2 separate regions of the Arachis hypogaea genome follow, and region 2 is linked to region 1. The links are chromatin contacts, called in public Hi-C maps. All regions are on one chromosome and are shown on one strand. The core of a region is the stretch at or near the end of the contact, and the rest is flanking DNA. Distances in the headings are between cores, read along the strand shown. Region 1 holds the start of LOC112720369 (putative pentatricopeptide repeat-containing protein At5g43820). Region 2 holds the start of LOC112720381 (imidazoleglycerol-phosphate dehydratase, chloroplastic).

The links. A called contact is a pair of places that touch in the nucleus more often than the background predicts.
Region 2: a contact with region 1 is called in a Hi-C map of leaf, with 2.4 times the contacts expected there. The contact joins the promoter of LOC112720381 here to the promoter of LOC112720369 in region 1. A contact is called at or near these places in 2 of 8 Hi-C or Micro-C datasets (both in leaf).

What each region holds. Positions count from the first base shown.
Region 1 is chr11:15,113,067-15,118,917 of arahy.Tifrunner.gnm2.J5K5, forward strand. It overlaps LOC112720369 (putative pentatricopeptide repeat-containing protein At5g43820), which reads left to right and starts at 4,216. Exons shown (of 3, transcript XM_025771290.3): 1 at 4,216-4,794. LOC112720368 (vesicle-fusing ATPase) reads left to right here. Exons shown (of 6, transcript XM_025771286.3): 6 at 1-387. The coding sequence ends at 203.
Region 2 is chr11:15,402,674-15,408,672 of arahy.Tifrunner.gnm2.J5K5, forward strand. LOC112720381 (imidazoleglycerol-phosphate dehydratase, chloroplastic) reads left to right here and starts at 2,667. Exons shown (of 10, transcript XM_025771310.3): 1 at 2,667-3,114; 2 at 3,405-3,501; 3 at 3,593-3,876; 4 at 3,974-4,098; 5 at 4,339-4,443; 6 at 4,709-4,801; 7 at 5,237-5,311; 8 at 5,517-5,579; 9 at 5,885-5,994. The coding sequence starts at 3,642.

The sequences.
Region 1 (5,851 bases), core at 2,966-5,465:
CAAAAAACTACAGTGGTGCAGAACTTAAAGGTGTTGTGAAAAGTGCCGTCTCATATGCTTTAAGTCGACAACTGAGTCTAGAGGATCTCACGAAGCAAGTTGAGGAAGAGAATATTAAGGTTACCGAATTCTGGAACAGCAACTTCAAAAACACATATCTCAAGACTCTGAAACTCTTTGGAGGTGCAACCAAAGAGGGGTGAAAGATGGATTTTGTATGATATAATATTTTGGTTTTTCCTAGTTTTTTAGTGGTAATCTCTAAGTGGTCTCATGCATATTTTGATATGAGTATGCTTATTTTAGTGTGAAATGTATAAATACTCAAAATTATGATCATCCTAATATTTTTGGTTCATTATATAAGGATAATTTTTATTATTTAAAGATTATTGTATTGTATTATTATGTATTTATTTTTATTTTATAATAATTAACTAATTTAATTAAAAATACAAGATTATATATATAATTATATTCCCAAATATTAGGTTTTAGATAAAAAGATTATTAGAAATTTTTGTTTATATATATATATATAAACAAAAAAATATAAACAAAAATTTAAAAAAAATGAGGGATAAAATGCTACATTTATATAAAGTAGCTATAGATATATTATTTGTTACGTTTATAAAGTGATGCAGTAGTCTTGAAAAGTGTAGCCTATTCTTTTGAATTCTGGTAACCATTAGTGCTGAAAAGCGTAGCCTTTGGTCCTGAACAACATCACTTAAAAATCACACCCTATTCTTAAAGGCCAGAAGCTTAGCCAGAAAAGCGTAGCCTTTGAGAATAGGCAACACTGGTATAGGCATCCTTTACAAAAGCGTCTCCAAAGACTAAAAATCGTAGCCTTTGCCTAAGGCATCATTTTTTTTTCATTTTTGGCTACACTTTTTAAGTGTATCTGAATGAGTGTTTTTCTTGTAGTGTATTTGTAATCTATGTGTTCTTTTTTTCACTTATTTCTTAGAGCTCATGATCACAGAAGAAGAACTTGAGATTCTTTGTGTGATTGAAGTTGAAAAATTATTGCAAATGAACGACAAAAGCTTTAAAGATTTTTCCCAAATGCCTTTTCCTAATCAAGATTTGGTTTCTCATTTTTCAAGTTCTATGATTATGAATGAGTTGGGTTATGATGTACATCAACTTCGAGAAGAACATGCTATAAATTTGAATAAATTGACAGATGAACAAAAACTCATTTACCAGAAAATAATTTACACGGTTACAAATAAAAGAGCTGGGTTCTTTTTTGTTTATGGATTTGGTGGTACTGAAAAAACTTTTTTGTGGAAATTGTTGTCTTCTCTTCTTCGTTCAGAAAAGAGAATTGTTTTAAATGTTACTTCTAGTGGTATTGCATCTTTATTGCTACCTGGTGGGAGGACTGCACACTCATTGTTTTGCATCCCAATCGAGTTGAATGAGGAATCTATGTTCAATATTAAGAAAGATAGTCAATGAGAAGAACTCATCCGTCGTGCTTCTCTAATAATATGGGATGAGGCACCCATGACGAATAAGTTGGCACTTGAAGCCCTTGATAGAACTTTTCGTGATTTAATGAGTTTGAATGTGCCTTCGGCTCGTGATATTCCCTTCGGTGGGAAAGTTATTGTGCTTGGTGGTGATTTTAGACAAGTGTTACCAGTTATTCCTAAACGAACTCATGCTGAAATAGTTATGACTTCAATTAATTCGTCAATTCTTTGGAAACATTGTAAGGTAATGTGGTTGACAAAAAATCTTCGGTTATAAAAAAAACTCCTTGGTGTCAAATTTGGATGAAGTAAAAGAATTTTCTAATTGGATTTTAAAGATTGGTGAAGGTTCTTGTGGGGTTCAAAAGGAGGATGAAATTATTGTTGATATTCCAAGTGATTTACTTATTCCTTCGACTGACAATCCTATTCAGGATATTGTTTCAGCTATATATTCAGATATTGATGATAACTATGGTAATGCTTTGTATTTTCAAGAACGTGCTATACTTGCTCCTACTGTTGATATTGTGTCGCAGATAAATGATTTTGTTGTTGATACTCTTCCTGGGTTAGTAAAGGTTTATTTGAGTTTTGACTCTATTTGTAAAAGTGATTGTCAAGATGTGATTGAAACTGATTGGTTGACAACTGAGTTTTTGAATTAGATTACATGTTTAGGGATACCAAATCATGTTCTTAAATTGAAGAAAGGTGCTCCTATTATTTTGCTAAGGAACATAGATCAGGCAAATGGATTGTGTAATAGAACTCGACTTATTGTTCAAGATCTTGGAGATAATATTATTGGTGCTGAAGTTGTGTCTGGAAGTAACATTGATGACAAGGTTTTTATTCCTTGGATGAATTTAGTGCCCAGTGATCTTGGTATTCCTTTTAAATTTCAGCGCAGACAGTTTTCAATTAGTCTTTGTTTTGCGATGACTATTAATAGGAATTAAGGGCAAACTTTATCTTTGGTTGGTATTTATCTTCGACAACCAATTTTTTATGTTGCGATATCTAGAGTGACAACAAGATCAGGATTAAAGATATTATTGTCTAATGAAGATGATAACTATTGGAACTCCACATCTAATAATGTTGTTTATAAGGAAGTTTTTAAAAAAATATAATTTGGTAAGTGGATTATTTAACAGAATTATTTGTTTAGTATATTTTTCATATACCCATATAGATCTTATTTTTCTCTAATTCCTATTGTCTTCTGCATTTGGGGTTCGTTTTGTTCGATATGCCCTAAATTCTATATTCGACTATCGTTCAGAAGAGACACCGTGGGTCTAATAACTGAGTGTTCTTTGTTGATATGCAAATCTAATATTATTGATAATGGATTTGGATTAGGGTGCTGTTAATGATGATGACCTCTTTATTAGAGGGAAGCAAAATATGTATTTAGAAAATTCTACTATTATTGTTTTAGTTCGATTGTATTTGTTTGATATCTATTTTAAGACATAAAGATTTTTACTAATGTAAAAAGTAATAATCCAAAAAAAATTAAAAAAAGTTGAGTTTATGTTGTAAATAAAAATTTTCGACCCGTGCAAGTATAACTTATAGCATGCATTATAATGTTTATATTGATTTGCTATCCGTGGACATGCACACTGACTTGAATTCTTGCAATGAAGCTTTCCATGTTCAGACGTAAGATATGCTTAAAACTATTTTTGCAGACAAAATGAATGTAGTTTGATCATTTCTAATAGATATAACTTATTGTGGGATGAGCTAGAGATTACTTTGAAGCTGTTGGGAAGGAAAGAAGGTTATTCCGGAACTATCGTTAGAAACAAAGCAATTGGAGAGTTGACAGTGCTCATTCAGTGCCTTTTTTTTCTGTTAATCATTATGCTGATGTTAAAATTGGTTTGAAAACTCTGTTAATTTTTGTTAAAGCATGTTAATTATTGTGCTGATCTTGTTAAAATTATGTTTGAAAATTTTGTTAATCTTAGTGTGTTTATTTATATTTTATTTATTATTTTATTATAAAACGGTTATTCCTATTGAATTACGATTGAACCGGTTAGACTAATAAACCAGTAAACTAGTCCTAGAACGGTTTGATGACCGGTATGGTTTTCAGAACGACTCACCAATCCAATGACCAGTAGCATGACTGGTTCGATTATCGAATTGGTTCTGACAACTATGCCTCTGCCATCTTATTCTTGTTTGTGTTTATATTATCCACTACTGCACCCCATTCTCTATTCACTTACCTACCAATTCCCACTACTCCCAAAGTCCCTCCCTATCCCCATTTGAGCCTCTCTCTCAATCATCAGAACAGCGGCCACTTCTTTCTCCAGTGTTACTCCCATATCTTCACTTTGGCTTCTGTTACGTGTTTCTCTCCATCGTCGCCGTTGTTATGTAATGTTTCTCCAAGCTGCAACCTTTTAGCTATCTGCTCTATGTGATGTCTTTTCTGACTAATTGATTTTTGATGACTTGATCTATTAACAAGATGAATTAGTTTAATCTTTTAAATTTCTTTGTTCAGTGATCTATTTTATCCAATGTTCTGAAAATCGAATTGGACCGACCAGTTAAACCGGTTCAACCAAAACCGATAAAAATTGGTCCGGTCCAATGTGTAAAACCGTCGAATCATAAACCGCTCAAAAACTGCTAAATTGGTCGGTAACTGACCGGTCAGATAGAATTGGAACCCGGCCGGTTTAAAGAAAACGACGTCGTTTCCTTCATTGAAAGGGAAAAAGGGGTTGCACGCGTTATCCCCCCCCCCCCCCCCCTTCTCTCCAACTCCTCCCTTCAGCAAAGAGCAAACTGCCCAAGCCTCCACCAAAGAAATCAAACCCTAGCCACCACCAATAGTTGTCGCCGTCTGTCGGAGTGAGAGATTGCTGCCGCCGTCCGTCGCACTCAAGAACTTCCGTCTTCGTGCTCTTGGGCCTCTCGCCGGATCCTCCGCGTCGTGTGCTCGCATCTCGCCTCTCTCCTCTTGCTCGTCTGCTCGCGCCTTCCTCCGCCAGTGAGTGCTCGAACTGTGCGTGTTTCTGCTCCCCCACCGCTGCTCTTCTGCCGGCATCCGTCGCGCTCAACACCACCGTCTTCGTCTGGGCGTCGAGCCCGAGTCTCCAACCCCTTTCCTCATTCACCAAGCGCAACTTCTTCCTCGAATTCGCCGGCCGCCGTCTTCTCTTCCTTTGCTCAGCCACGCTTTTGCCGCCGTTCGTCGTTGTGCTCATCGCCTGGTCTCCGTCTCGATCGCGCTTCTGCCCTTCTGCTCAGACTGCTTAGAACGAAGGTAATAATGACTTCATTTTTTTTCATTCTTTGTTCTTCGTTCTTTGCTCAAAAATCATCCAATGATTATTGAAAATTTGAATGTTGTGTGGTTTTAATTTTTTATTGAGTGATTATTTCTTATTGATTAGCCCTGGTTCTGCTGTTTTTCTGTTCTGCTATTCTCGGTCAGTAGGTGGATTTCTTTGTTTTTCTATTTTTCTGTTTTTGTCTGGTAAATCAGAGAAGGATATTGCATGTTGGGTTTCTTTTTGTTCACTGCTTGGAATTTTGTTGCTGAGAATTGTTCATGTCTGATGTGTCTTTTGATAATATGTAAGTCTGTTTCAGGTGGTTAATTATTATATGTTTTCTTTCTGTTAATTTTTAGTCCCCTCCTCCTCAACCCTCCCGACCAGAAACCCCTTCACCTTTCAAATTTGTTATTTTTGTCCCTGCCTGTAGAAAGCTATTGTAGAAGAGATTCAGCTTGATTCCTTTGTAGGATTTGATGGGTTCCTTTACCAAAAAGTTTTAACAGATTGTATTAGTAACTAATACCATTATTTAATGAAGTGATATATTCTTGATCACTACTAAACTGGTCCAGCAAGGGGGATTCTTCTCATATCTTGAAGGTGATTTTTCCATTATCATTATGGGGATTTTTGTGGCGTATGATTCCCTTATTTGCAAGAAAATGTTACTGTCATATTCCCTTTCAATGCTGTTGCCAAGTCCTGAATGCTCAACATTAGTGGTTGCTGGGAGGAATGGGAATAAGAGTAGCTATTCAGAAGACTGGCTTGCAATAATGATTTGCTTAACTGTGTGAGTTTTCTGTGTTAGTCTAGCTACATTGAGAAGCATTATGTTGTACTATAAATTTTTGGATTGAAGTTTTCTCCAATAGGATTTACTTGAGTGCATTACATGATGCTACACATCCTGATGTCAATTTTAGCAGTATTTGATGGCTGTAAGTAGTCTAGGATTGTAAAGCACCACTTTGATATTAACTTTTATCTTAATCACTCCTGTTCAGGCTTCTATGTGTAGCAGAATATGATTATCTTATT
Region 2 (5,999 bases), core at 1,417-3,916, 290 kb after region 1:
TCATCATAGAAAGAATAAATTTATGTTATTTCATTATACAGAATTTTTATTATTTTTTATAAATTTTTATTTTTGTTTACTTAATTTTTTTATATCTAATGTATTTTTTTTTTCTATGTGAAAGAGAAATACTTTTTTTTATACGATTTTTCATATTCTATTTCTATATCATTTTTTAAACTCTAATTTCAGCTAATTACTTCTAGTTGATGGTACCCATGTTTCACTTTTTTTGTTTCCATCTGATGTTGAGAAAATGGAAACTAGGGATGAATTTGTTATTAAGCCTAATATGGCTTGTAAGTTGGATATGAATTCCTTAGCTCTGGAAGATCCTCAATGAAGCGATGATGCTAAATTCAAATCCTGACAATGAGATGAATGATGACTCCAGTGATGCTTCTCAAGAACAGGATAATCACATTTTGGTCGACAGCACCAAATCTCTTACTGCTTTGCATTGGGTGAATGTATGTTCGGACCCTGATTCTGCAAAAAATCTGGCACAAGCTGTTTCTGATGGGAAATGTCACATGCATACTGATGACGTTAATCTCAAGTGGGAGATAATGGTTGGTCTTCTAAAGAGGTTGATATGAATGATGCCTGTGATGAGGTTCTTGAAGGTGGATAAAATTACCAAGGAGAAAAATGAAGTCGTGGATGTCTCTGGTTCTGTTCCCAATCATGCTGATGAGAGTTCTTTGCAAGTAAAATCTGATTTGAAGGATGAAATTGTATTGGAGGGAGAAAAGAATTTGGATAAAGACATTGCATCACGTGAAATGTGTTTGGATGAAACTGGCCTAAGTGCATCTGGTGCTAGTTCTGGTACTGCTGATGTTTTCTTCAAAAGATTCAATGCCTTGTAAGCAATCAGTTTTCTATTGATTTCAAGGGACAGATCAAATAAATTCATCCATTGTATCAACAATTATCAGCTTGTCTACATTTTGTTCTTTTTTCTTTCTGTAACTAATGTCAGAAACTTCTTCGTCATTTTGAGAGCTTTTATGTACATTTTGTTGCTCAAGAGTTGTCTGTTGGAATTTTGAAATGAAAAATGCTGCAGCTGCAGCCTGCAAGTGCCAATTCTGTGGAATGGACGCACAATGTTTATTGATAGATTCACAAATAGGATTCCATGACTTTCCCTGTCTTTTTCTTTTTCATTTATCTGTGTCTGGTTTTAACTTTTTAATAGAAAAAAACAAGAGATTAGAAAAGTTTTAAAATACTATAATGACATAGATAGATTTGTCATTTAAGGCTTTTCCTAATCTATGTTTGTATGGAATGATCTGAATATTTTTAAATTTTTAATGAATTAGAAATTTTTATTCCTTTTTTAAAGAAAAATTCCATAAATTATTAAGGACGTTATTTAGTAGAATTCTTATCTTAATGTAAATTGTTTAAAGCATAATTAATTGATAATATACTTAATGATGACAAGTGGACAACTAGAAATCCACTTGCAAATAGAGCAACTCAGTGAATAAATATTGAAAAGGAGATTTTATGGTACTGATCGTACTTGTCAGCATTGCATGCATGCTTTCATGTGGTGTTATGGTAAGGACGTGACGCGTGGAAGCTGAGGTTAGTCGGGGTAAGGGTTCTGTGCGGTGGTTCTGTTGGTTTACATTTGGTAATCTTTTTATTAAAATGGATTATAATAAAATAAATATTATTTAAATTACACTATTCAAAATTACTTTTAAATAAAAAATTACTAAATAAATATCAAATTAAATAAATTTTTTATATTATTCTATCATTTTAATTTAGATATTTAAATAAATATTATTAATTAATTTTATAATAAAATTAATATTTACTTACTAAAATAAAAATAATATATAAAAATTGATAAAATATATTTTTATATCAAAAACAAAAATAATATATAAAAAATATATCAAAATTTACTTTATTAAATTATATTACTTATAATTTTTTTAATATTTTCAGTATTTTTTTATTTAATATTATTTTAAACTATAAATTTTAATTATTCATAACTTTATTCTTAATTATAATTAGTTTTTTATTTATTTTATTCTTTTTAATGGAATCAATAATTTATATTATAATAAAATTATAATAATAAATTAATATACAAAAATTACATTTACAAATTTTAACAAAGTCAAACTAAAATATTTTTTATATAAAATCAAAAATAAAAATTTAATAAAAATTATAATTATATATTTAAAATATTTGAAAGAATTACAAAAAAAAAAGTAAAAGAATTGATAAAATAAAATAAATTCAATCCTAATGTGATTATCTAAACGCATAAGCTACAATTTCTAACTTCTTATAAACGCACGTTAAGTACTTAGGTTGGCGTTTAAAGAAAACAAAGCATCGAAATAAAAAGTGAAAGCATTTAATGCACTCAAACGTGCTCCTCTTCCTTCTAACACAAAACTAAACACACCCAAAGTTGTGAGAATCAGACAAATCCGGCCAGTCGGACCGGAAAACTGGTGACCCAGCACAAAATCAATCCGGGTAGATCAAAGGACCGAATAAAAAAAATCTGTAAAAACCAGTTTGACCAAGTCTGTTCTAGTAAAACCCGTCGAACCGGCCGGTTTTGGGAACCCGAACCGCTTCAGAATTTAGAAAAAAAACCTAGGCCTAGTTCAGTAACCCACCCCACCCCCATCTCTCTCACTCTCCCTCTCACTCTCACTCCCCACAGAGGGACAGCGTCGCCCCCTCCCCCAGCTCTCTCACTCTCACCTCGGTTCACCGCCATCGCCGCTCGCCTTCGTCGCCGCGCCTCTCGCCGAATTCACCGCATCGTGTGCTCTCGCCGGATCCACCGCAAGCTCGCGTCTCCTCCGCTCGTTGTCCCTCGCGTGCTCGTCGCCAGAGGTCTTGCTCCCTCTGTCTCGTATTCTGCTCGTCCCCCATCACTGCACCCAACGCCTGGTGTGCTCCACTGCTCGCGTCTTGCCTCTCTTCCTGCAGCTGTGCTTCCTGGTGAGTGCTCGCGTCTCGCCGTGCCGCGCTTCCGTCCCTCCCTCGCCTTTCTTCCGAGGGTGTTGGTGCCTGCACTGCACTGCTCGATTCTGCCGCTGCAACAACAGTCAACATGTAAGCTTTTTTGTTTCAGTTATTATAATATTCTATATTAATTTTTCATAGTTGATTCATTGATGTGATTTCTGTTAATTTTATTGTTGTTTCATTTATGAATCTGATTAGAATATGGCAGAGGTTGAACTTGAAATGTTGTTGTTAATTTTATTGTTGAATTAGTTTATGAGTTGCGCTATGAATATGCAGTGATTTTGTTGAGTGTTGAATTGGTTTATGAATTATTTGCTGATTATGAATGATTTTGTTGATTTTTGATTGTTCCCTGCGCTCCTCGTCGTCGGCAGCAGAGGCAGCAGGTCCTTGTGGGCTGGTCTTTGTTGTCGTCTTGTTGCCTCGAGCCACGCTGTCAGCTTCCCAGCTTCCTTTGCGCAACCCGATTTGGTGAGTTCCAACAAATTCCCCTATTCTTTCTGATTCAATTTGGTTGACGTAATTCATCACTGCACTCTGATTTTGTTGCTGAAAGTTGAAGTTGTGGCTGAAAGTTGAATGTGTCGGTGAAATTCGTTACTGAAATCTGAATGGAGCTGTTTGCACCTCCGTGTCTTCCAAAATGCCCTTCATCCCTGCTTCTCAAATCTAGGGTTAGGTATTTTCAGAGGACGCTGAACCCAACATCCCTACATTCCAAAGCTTCAATCTTTTCACTGAATCACCGCTGTCTCACCCGAATGGATCCTCCCATAAACCTTTCTTGTGCTGCTTTGGTGAGAGACAACAACTCTCCAGCTACATCAGCTTTGCCAGTTGACTCAGGTCAACGCAAAATCTCAAGCTTTCTTCCTTTTTGCTTTTTCTCTCATCAAGTAGTGGCTTTTCATTGAATTTGAATGTCTTAATTCATCATTTTCAGGTGCTAGAATAGGTGAGGTGAAAAGGGTCACTAAGGAGACTAATGTCTCGGTCAAAATAAACCTGGATGGTTGTGGAGTTGCTGATAGTAGTACTGGAATTCCCTTCCTTGATCATATGCTTGATGTTAGTAGTTTAAATTTATGTTTGCTTCATTGGTAGAATGTAATTTGAAATTTCAATTACTGGTCAAGCACACTTCTTGGTAGCTAACAACTTCAAGAACTGTTGATGAAGTTTTGTTCTAAATTTCATAGTTGATTTTGTCCATAAAAAGTTTGCTTCCTTCTAACTTGGAAATAAAAATCATGGCTGCTAAAGATGAGTCACAGAAACTAAACATGACTATGACTTGTGTATTTTCAGCAACTTGCTTCACATGGGCTGTTCGATGTACATGTCAAGGCTACAGGTGACACACATATTGATGATCATCACACTAACGAAGATGTTGCTCTTGCTATTGGAACGGTACTGCAAACACCAGCTATATGAACTGTGTTTTCATTTTTTTTGGTCTGTTCCTAGAAACTGTAACATGCTTCATTATATGATATTTTTCTTCATCTTTTCCTTGCACAATGCCGTCGAAATCATTGATGGCAACAGTATATATGTTAGTTCTCAGTTTCTTACCTTATAATAGTTAGGTTTATAATTATGCACTTTTTTTTAAATGATTTTTGCATTTAACTATCATGTTTAATCTAAGTGTTGTCTATTACTCCATCTTCAGGCTTTGCTACAGGCTCTTGGTGATAGGAAGGGTATTAATCGGTTTGGTGACTTCTCTGCTCCACTTGATGAAGCATTAATACACGTTTCACTGGTAATTTGCATACCACTTGCAGAAATGATCATTAAGCATTATTCGAAGTTTAAAATTTAAATATGTGAATAGGATTCATTATAGAACATGGTGATGTTAATCCATGTATCAATCCCATATAGTGGGACAACACTTAGTTGTTTCTTATTGTTAGGGGAGAAAGTGTGATTTTTTCTTTGCTTAGGCATATGATAATTGGAGTAGGTTTGGTATTACATTTGCAAATTAAACAATCCGAATTGTCATGCTGATTAATGTACATAAAAATAATTTGGACCATTGAAGTTCAGTTAGCTTTTGTATTGAGGCTCATGCGTTCTCAAGCAATAAATGCATACAAGGCTACTGAATTATGTTCCCATTTGTTGTAAGCTTATTGTCTCAAATAAATTTGTTCGTTCTAATACTTACATCCTTCTTCCTAACCTTGTCCAGGATTTATCTGGCCGGCCACATTTAGGTTATAATTTGGACATCCCTACCCAGAGGGTTGGGACATATGACACTCAGGTCTCACTTTCATTTGATTATTTCATCATTGAGCTTAGAATTTGCCCTTAGAATTTTATTGAATAAGTTTTAGACTGTTGAGCCCCTAATTTTTCCAGCATAGATGTTATTTTAATGGGACACTCTTATTGTATTTGCTGTTGGCTATACTTTTCCCTTTATATCTATTCTTCATTGATGAATACTCTTAGTATCCTGTATGTAGTTGGTGGAGCATTTCTTCCAGTCCTTGGTGAATACTTCTGGTATGACACTTCACATTCGGCAGGTATTGAGACATCAGCTCTTTGTCATTTTAATCAGCTATAGAAATTGCATTTGGAAGTATAATTCTGCATATTGTCACAGAAGTATAATTATTATAGATGTACTAGGCCTCTCAATTATTCCTTAGCTACATGGGTTAGAAAATATAGGTTCTTTTTGCCTCATGGCTCTTTCTATGGTCTTCATTTGTTGAATACATTTTCAAACTTAAGATTTCTCTGGTTTTATTCTTTTTCTAGTTAGTGTTCTTTTATTACAAGTCTAACAACCTGTTAACGGAATACATATGTATTCCTCTGTGAACAGCTTGCCGGAAAAAACTCCCATCATATTATTGAGGCAACCTTCAAAGCTTTTGCTAGGGCTCTTCGACAAGCAACAGAGTACGATCCACGTCGCCGTGGAACAATACCAAGGTCTG